Regions from separate parts of the Sus scrofa genome. Here region 1 is linked to region 2. The links are chromatin contacts, called in public HiChIP or PLAC-seq maps. All regions are on one chromosome and are shown on one strand. The core of a region is the stretch at or near the end of the contact, and the rest is flanking DNA. Distances in the headings are between cores, read along the strand shown. Region 1 holds the start of RPAP1 (RNA polymerase II-associated protein 1). Region 2 holds the start of JMJD7 (jumonji domain containing 7).

Evidence for each region. HiChIP or PLAC-seq counts read pairs in DNA pulled down with a chosen protein or histone mark.
Region 1: an H3K27ac HiChIP or PLAC-seq map of alveolar macrophages shows a contact between it and region 2. The contact joins the promoter of RPAP1 here to the promoter of JMJD7 in region 2. A contact is called at or near these places in 1 of 5 promoter capture datasets (liver), 4 of 47 Hi-C or Micro-C datasets (blood, embryonic fibroblasts, retroperitoneal adipose tissue and 1 more) and 2 of 2 datasets of contacts at active chromatin or transcription factors (alveolar macrophages and skeletal muscle).

The regions. Positions count from the first base shown.
Region 1 is chr1:129,836,360-129,840,555 of Sscrofa11.1, forward strand. RPAP1 (RNA polymerase II-associated protein 1) reads left to right here and starts at 2,197. Exons shown (of 25, transcript XM_003121581.4): 1 at 2,197-2,293; 2 at 3,055-3,310; 3 at 3,595-3,743; 4 at 4,020-4,109. The coding sequence starts at 3,130.
Region 2 is chr1:129,530,110-129,534,535 of Sscrofa11.1, forward strand. JMJD7 (jumonji domain containing 7) reads right to left here and starts at 3,177. Exons shown (of 8, transcript NM_001204244.1): 1 at 3,113-3,177. The coding sequence starts at 3,176. MAPKBP1 (mitogen-activated protein kinase-binding protein 1) reads right to left here. Exons shown (of 32, transcript XM_021097365.1): 32 at 3,426-4,426.

The DNA.
Region 1 (4,196 bases), core at 947-3,446, 310 kb after region 2:
TTACAGAAGAGAAACAGACTCATAGAGAAGAGACTTGTGGCTGCCAAGGGGGAAGGGGCCATGAGGAGGGAGGGAGCCGTGAGGAGGGAGGGATTGGGAGTTTGGGATTAGTAGATACAAACTATTATATATAGGATGGATAAACAACAGGGTCCTACAGTATGGCATAGGGAACTATATTCAATACTCCGTGATAAGCCATAATGGAAAAGAATACGAAAAAGAATCTATATATGTATAAATGAATCACTTTGCTATACAGCAGAAATTAACATAACACTGTAGGAGTTCCCGCTTTGGCACAGTGGGCTAATGATCTGCCTTGTCTCTGTGGAGGCACCCGAGGCATATGGAACTTCCATATGCCGCAAGTGTGTCTGGGGAATAAAAAAAACTATAAATCAACTATACCTCAATAAAATTTAAAAGAAAAAAGATTCATCAGTAAGTTAAAAAATTGGCCACCTGGGAGTTCCCATTGTGGTACAGCAGAAACAATTCCGACTAGTATCCATGAGAATGCAGGCTCAATTCCTGGCCTTGCTCAGTGGGTCAGTGATCCAGTGTTGTCGTGAGCTGTAATGTAGGTTGCAGACATGGCTTGGATCACCTGTTGCTGTGGCGGGCAATTACAGCTCTGATTCAACCCCTAGCCTGGGAACTTCCATATCCCACAGGTGCACGCCTAAAAAGAAAAAAAAAAAAATGGCCACCTGATCCATCCTTATAAAGTCCTCCTCGACCTTTTACCTAATGGTTTTATCAGTCATTGATTATCATTGCCTGGAAAGATTATTTCTTTAGTGGTTGCAAATAATGATTTTATACTTTCATTCTTCCTGCATTTTTGGCTCCAATTTTCCTCCCTATTCACTGTAACTTCTGACCAGCCAGTACCATTTGGACCCCAAGGTTGGCTAAATCCTAGTAGCTGAAATTTACTGCTGCAGCTGAAACCAAGAAACCTAAAGAAGGATTCTGTAAACTATTTGGAAAGTTGTTAGAAATGCAAATTCTTGGGTTCTGTCAAAGACCTATCAATTCAGAAACTCGGGTGAGGCCCAGAATCTGGTTCAACAAGCCCTCCAGGTGCTTCTGAGGCCTGCTAAAGTTTGAGAACTCCTGGACTAACATTGACTTCCCCGAGATGGCCTTCAACCAAGCAATAATTTACTAAAGTCCTGTGTGCATGGCAATATGCTGGGTGCTGAGCATTATCGGTGCAAAACAGAAGGCCCACTTCTCCCAAGGAACCCACAGTCTAGACCAGGGAACAGGGCACATGCTTGTGAAGAGGTAACCAGTGGTAGGTGATAGTCAGCAGTATGTTCCCAACATGGCACACAAGTAGTAGAGATGGAAGATTCCAGGAAAATTCAGTGCAGAGGCCCAGTTGGTAAAAGTTTATAGTTGATTCCAACTAGGTCTTAAAGGAAGAAAAAGACTTTGGGGTGGGGTGGAGGAAAAAAGAGGGAGGATTTCTTTTCTTTTCTGGCTCCACCTGCGGGATATGGGAGTTCCCAGGCAACTACAGCTGCCAGACCAAGCCACAGCCACAGCCACAGCAGATCTGAACCGCAATGCAACCCTGACCTACACCGCAGCTTGCAGCCATACCAGATCCTTAACCCACTGAGCGAGGCTAGGGATCGAACCTGCAGCCTCACGGATACCTGTTGGGTTCACTTCTGCTGAGCCACAAGAACTCTGAAGGAGGATTTCTAAGTAGAGATACTGGCAGGAGCAAAGTCAGGATGTCCCTGAAGAGAATCACCTGGCAGTCAGTGAGGCTGTTCTAGCCTCTCTTCTCATCACCATTCAGGCAGTGTTTCTTGCGCTTTGTCTTCCCTTTTTCCTGGTTAGCTTCTTGCTCGCCCATAATCACACTGGGGAGGCCACACGTGTGTATGCAGGTTTCTAAGTGCTGGCCCTGAGCTTGGGTGCTGGAGTGGTGGATGCAGTTACCCAAGCTGGTGAATGCAGGATGCCTGAGGAACCCTTTGCCTCTGTCAAGGGTGTTGTGAGTGTAGAAAGGCTTGTGCTGGCTATGCATCTGAAGAGTGAATGTTACGAGTGTCTGCCTGGAGCTCACGAAGTGAGGTAGACCGCGGCAAGCGGAATATATTCGCGTTCAAGCGTCCAAAACACCGCAAGGGCAACCTTTTCCCAAGAGTGGGCGGGGCCAGGCCATGGAGAGGAGGGGCCGGGTTGCGGAGCGGAAGTTCGAAATGAAGGCGGCGGAAGCCCGGCCCCAGCGGGGCAAAATGGCAGCGCCCAGAACGTCCTAGATCAAGTAAGTGGCTTGGCTGGAGGGAAGGACCTTAGGATATCTCGGTGAAAGGGGCTGGTACACGGTATGTAGTTCTTTGTCGTAGCCGTCCCCATTATCTTTGGTCCGGCCAGGAGCGGCCGCGGTCATGTCGATGCGGAGATCCCAGCCATGGCCCCCCATTCTCTGGCGGCATAGGCTGAAACTCGGTGATTTCTCTTTGCTGATGCGGGTGGTCCAGGAGCTCCGGCGACCGTAGAGCCCTAGGGGCGGTTGTGGAAGCCTGCAGAAAAAAGTCTTGAACTACTTTGGCGAAATTTATTCTTTTTAATGCTATAATAAATAGAATTGTTCTCTTAGTTTCGTTTTCTGATTGTTCTTTGCTAGTATATAGCAATACACATGTTTTTTTTTTCTTAATATATATCGATCTTTTATAGCCCAAGGTTTTAAATAATTTGAATACTCTTAGGCCAGGTATGTTCCCACCAGTTTGACACCAAATCACCACTCCTTGATTTGACACGTTTATATGCCTGGTTCCTGATGGCATTTTCCTTAGGTCCCTTATGGTTGTTCATGGGAGTTTTTATCATCCACAGATTGTAAACAACCTAAATCGGCAGTAAATATTGTTGTTGAGCTGCATCAGAGAGGGCTAAGTAAGGAGGGAATGGCGATAAGTTATGAATGAGGAGAAATGAGTTGATGTGAACTCAGGGAGAAAGAACCTTCTCTGATGCTCGGCTCACTGGTAGAGGGCTCATCATCTTTATTGCTTTTAGGGGTGAATGAGAGTGAGTCCCCTACACTGAAGCAGTGCTGGAAAGTCACACTAGGAAGGCAGCTGGTGTGCCAAGATGCTGTCGAGACCAAAGCCAGGGGAGTCCGAGGTGGACTTGCTGCGCTTCCAGAGTCAGTTCCTTGCAGCTGGTGCAACCCCAGCAGTACAGCTGGTGAAGAAAGGAAGTAGGAAAGGTGGCGATGCTAACCCAGACCAGCCTCCTCTGCAGGATCGTCGGGATGTGGTGATGCTGGACAGTGAGTGGCTGTGGGTATGAAGTTGAAAAGAAGGGTTTTCTCCCTCTTATTGATGTGGATGGATTCCCCAGCATTATTTCAGAACCACGTAACCTCTGTTGCTACAGCCCCATTTTACATATGAAGAAACTGAGGCTCAAAGAGGTTAAATACCTTGCCCAAGGTGACACAGCTTGAGCCAGGATCCCACCACAGCTGCCTTTCTTTCTTTGGCTTCCTACTAGTGCTCAATCTCTTCCTGAGAAGGTATGAGTAACCTCACATGTGGGTTTTTTCTTTCTCAGATCTCCCAGATTTGCCCCCAGCCTTGGTTCCTGCTCCACCAAAGAGAGCCAAGCCTAGCCTTGGCTGCCCCCTGCCTGAACACGAGGACCCTGAAGAGAGGCTGAACAGGCATGATCAGCACATCACTGCTGTCTTGACTAAGATTATTGTGCGTCTCATCCTGGTTTGGGCGAGGCATCCTAGGGCAGCAGGGATGTTGGGTGTGGGTGGTGAGCCTTATTGAGTAGAGGGTGATTCAGAAAGGTGGGACTTTATCTCTCTGCATTCAGATTAGGGGCTGGTTTAGAATCACTGTGTTCTGAGATGCATGGTGAGTTCATGACTCCGTAGAGTGGGGTTTTGGTCATATGGAACTGGGGCTAGTGGGATAGTGTCCACCCTGGGGAAATCTGTATCTTCACCGTTTTGTGCTTTGTTGCTGCAGGAACGAGATACGAGTTCAGTGGCTGTAAATCTGCCTGTGCCCAGTGGTGTTGCTTTCCCTCCCGTATTCCATCGCTCACAGGGGAGACAGGTAGGGAGAGGTGATCTTAGATAGTATTTAGAGCACAGTCATGTCACCATGATAGTGCATTTGAAGTTCCCCAGGAGGATTATCTTA
Region 2 (4,426 bases), core at 1,927-4,426:
ATTTTCACCACTGAGGCCACGTGCTCTTTCTGATGATCAAGTCTCTATGCTGGTCATCTCAAACTTGCAACCACTTGAAAAGTGAAATGTCTTTAGGTTAAAAATTGAAGCTGTATGGGAAGACCCTGGTGGATCCGGAAAAACTGAAAAAGAAATATGGTTGCTTCACTGGCTAGAGTTGCAAGATGGAAGGTGCCAGGGATGTAAGGGAACGAGGGTGGTGGTGGTGGTGGGGAATCTGGTAATGGGCCTTCCCAGTCACGAAAGCCCATGCAATCAGTCACCTGGGAGTGTGATTTGGGGCTCAATAAATCTCCCTATTGGAGGGATTTTTTTTTTCTTTTTGGCTGCACCCACAGCATGCAGAAGTTCCCAGGACAGGGACTGAACCCACAGGAATGACCCAAGTCACAGCAGTGACCCTCAACCCCCTAGGCCACCTAGGAACTCAAATTTTTAAAATATGTGGAAATTGCCTCTTTCTTTAACTCTTTATAATTTCTGCAATTATTTCAGTTCTACTTTCCCACCATTTAATAGATTTCCTTTGGAGAATGGCCACTGTTCCCTCCTGGGGCTTCCAAGTGAGAATTTCAAAAAGGACCCAAACAATTCCTTTGGTCCAACAATTCCTCTGCTAGGAATTTAACCAACGAAAATATACATGAGCCCAAAGACTCTGCTCCAGGCACACGTGCCTCCTCACTAATCCTTGAACACACCTGTTACACTCCCACCTTAGGGCATTTGCCTACCGTGCCCGCTACCTGGAATACTCTTCTCTCAGAGGTCTGCTCAGCTCATCCATTCCCTTCCTGCTTCAAGCCAGTGTTCAAACATCGTCTTAGCAAGGAGGCCTACCCTGAATGCTTTTTCTTTTGTCTTTTTAGGGCTGCATCTGCAGTATATGGAATTTCCCAGGCTAGGGGTCCGATCAGAGCTGGTCTACACCACAGCTCACCACAACACCGGATCCTTTACCCACAGATCGAGGCCAGGGACTGAACCCACATCCTTATGGATACTAGTTGGGTTCTTTACCACTGAGCCAAGACAGGAACTCCCTTTTTTTCTTTTTATGGCCGCATTGGGAGCATATAGAAGTTCCCAGGCTAGGGGTTGATTCAGAGCTGCAGCTGCCAGACTATGCCAAGGCAACATCAGATCTGAGCCACACCTGTGACCTATGCCGCAGCTTAAAGCAATGCCGGATCCTTAACCCACTAAGTGAAACCTAACACCATCCTCACAGAGACAACATTGGGTCCTTAACACACTGAAATCACAATAGCAATTCCACCTCAATTCTTACTTGAACTTGTAGCCTCTACCCCAGCCCCACATCCTGAGCCTCATTTTGCTTTTTTTTTAATCCCATGGCACTTATCTTGCAACCCACTTTTTCTATATTGTTTACTTATTTCAACGTGCCTATGGTTGACTGTCTCCTCACTTAGAATGTAAGCTCTATGAGGAGTTCCCATTGTGGCACAGCGGAAACGAATCCAACTAGGAACCATAAAGTTGTGGGTTCAATCCCTGGCCTCGATCAGTGGATTAAGGAACTGGCATTGCCATGAGCTGTGGTGTAGGTCACAGACGCTGCTTAGTTCACAGACGCTGCTCAGATCTGGTGTGGCTGTGGTGTAGGCCGGCAGCTATAGCTCTGATTAGACCCCCTAGCCTGGGAACCTCCATATGCCACGAGTGCAACCCTAAAAAGCAAAAAAAAAGAATATAAGCTCAGAGTTCCCTGTGGCGCAGTGGTTAACAAATCCGATGAGGAACCATGAGGTTGCGGGTTTGGTCCCTGGCCTTGCTCAGTGGGTTAAGGATCCGGCGTTGCCATGAGCTGTGGTGTAGGTTGCAGACGTGGCTCAAATCCCGCATTGCTGTGGCTCTGGCGTAGGCCTCAGCTACAGCTCCCATTAGACCCCTAGCCTGGGAACCTCCATATGCTGTGGGAGTGGCCCAAGAAATGGCAAAAAAAAAAAAAAAAAAAAAAGGAATGTAAGCTCTACGAGGGTAGAGATTTGTTTTGTTCAGTGATATAAGTGATAAAGCCTAAACATAATGAACAGAGCCTGGCACACTTAGTGCTTACTAAGGACTTGTTAAATACTCAAGGTATTCGTTACAGTATTGAAAATAAACTGGAAATGACCTAAATGCCTACCAATAGTGGGCTAAGTAAACTGCAACACTAGTAACAGGTGTGGAAAAGACTGAGGTAGCGTGATATGAAATGATTTTCAAGATACACAGAAGAGTGTGCTTAGCAGGCAACCATTTATATAAAAACGGAGACATACAGTCAGTCATACGTGGGTGTGGATATTAACAGTGTACTTCTGGATGAGGCACACTGGAGCCTGGGATGGGAGGGAATTTATAAGTCTGCTGTTATTTAATAGATATTTATTTTTAGCTCCTTTATTGTTTTCTTTGAAGGATGCTGGAGATGTCTAGCAGACGTATATCTTGTTCTGGTCAGGTTTACAGTCTAGTTGGGTATATTAGATTAACATGTACAAGTGACAAGTGATGTAAAGCAGAAGGTATATAATAGTTGCAAAAGGGAAAACAGATAATAGAATTCAGTGATAGGGAAGCTCAATTAGGGCTGAAATTTTCTAGGACAGAGTTAGGATTAAAGGTTGGTTTTGAAGAACTGAATAGGTTTGGGGGCTTTACGGGAAAGGCTTCTAGGTCAAAAGAACAATATGAGCGGAGGCAGAGACCAGCAAGATGAGTCCGCTGTTTTTTAAACCAGGTCCCTGTGTTACTATTCGGTGATAAGAAACTACTTGAAAATAGAAAAAAGAAAATAAGGTAGAGAGGGAGAAAAATAAAAACCCAGCAGAGGAAGAGCCAGGGATCACCAGCACAGCCGCCTCCAATCCTCCCAAAAAGTCTGTAGTGCTCCCAGCTTGGAGGAGTCTTTTCCTGAGTGAAGAGTAGAGTTCAAAGAGAGTGAACCGACCACCTTAAAGCCTTCACAACAGGAAAGGGTGGGAAGGGCCACGACAGAATGTCTGGGACCCGGTTCCCAGCAAGTCCCTCCAGGGTCTTGAGGTTGCTCGGAGGTCGGTCGACCAGCCACCCAACTCACCTCTCGCCGCAGCCGGGAATTCTCGTAACTCCCTGCGCACGGCGTCCAAAGCCGCTTCCGCCATGACGCCGCTGCCGCCCGAGGCTCCGCCCTCTCCCCTTAAGGCCCCGCCTCCGCTCCGAGGCCCCGCCCCTCCCTGCGGCTCACGCATTCCGCCAGGCTCCCAGCGGCGTCCCCTCCACTCTCCGCCAATGAAGTCTGCGCCTCCAGCCTCCCCCACACCCCCAATCCCCACCTCCTCAGACGACTGACTCCACCCCACCTGACGGGACACTGCGCCTTCTCTCGCCTGCCTCACTCGCAGGCATCCTAGTTAGCAAATGATTGTGTTTATTGATGAGTTCATACATCAATACAAACGGACATGTTAAAAATAGCCTCTGCCCCTTGAGACCTGGGGAGGAGGGAAGCGCCACGGCCTGGACAAAGTATAAAAGTTATAAATAAGGGGCTTTCGAAACTGGGTCAGGGCAAATCTGAACGGGGGCAGTGACAGCTGCCGGTAGCCTCACACATGCAGAAGGGGATGAGCGCCGGCCACAAGACCCCACCCCCACGCCCCCGGCGCCGGGCTGTGGGTAGGGAAAGGGCGGCCACCTCCTCACAAACCTTGGCAGGAGTGTAGTTCCTTCCTCGTGAAAGAGACTGGATGGCGAAAAACCCAGCTCAGATCCCCACTTGGAGTGGGCGGCTGGTGTGCAGGTTAGGGGTACAGTAGGAGTGGGTTTCTAACTCTGACAAGGGAGCTGCAGCCCTGCCCGGGATCCACCCTCAGCTTAGTGAGCATTCTCAGGCCAGTTCTTTGCAGCTTGGCCATGCAAGTGGTGGTAGTAGAGAATAGTGAGGGTGAAACAGCTTTCACCTGTTCAGGTGCACGCAGCCTGACAGAAACAGAGCTGTGCATGCTTCAGAATCCAATTTCATTCTAAGCCTCCACCTCTAGAGCCAGCAAGGCCCAAAGGCCAGTCCGTGGGGATAATGGGCTTTTGGGGCCTGGAGCTGCAGTAGAGCTACCCTGACTTACCGGAAGCAGAGGGAAGCAGTTGGGCCCAGAGACACATGTTCTTCACCCCAACTCTTCAACAACTGCTTCACCACCTGGTCCTACTCTATCTACTTGCCCACTGTGCCCTATCTCCTTCCCCTACACCCCAAATCTGCCCTTCTAATTCTAATCTATCCCCTCACCTCTACCACTTACCTGTCCCACCTACCACCTTTCCAGTGTGTCTCTTGGCCCTTGCTGCAGTCCCATGTGCCTCCCTCTCCTCAACCTCCAGTATCTAGCACCCACTGCTGTCTTTGGGGAGGCTC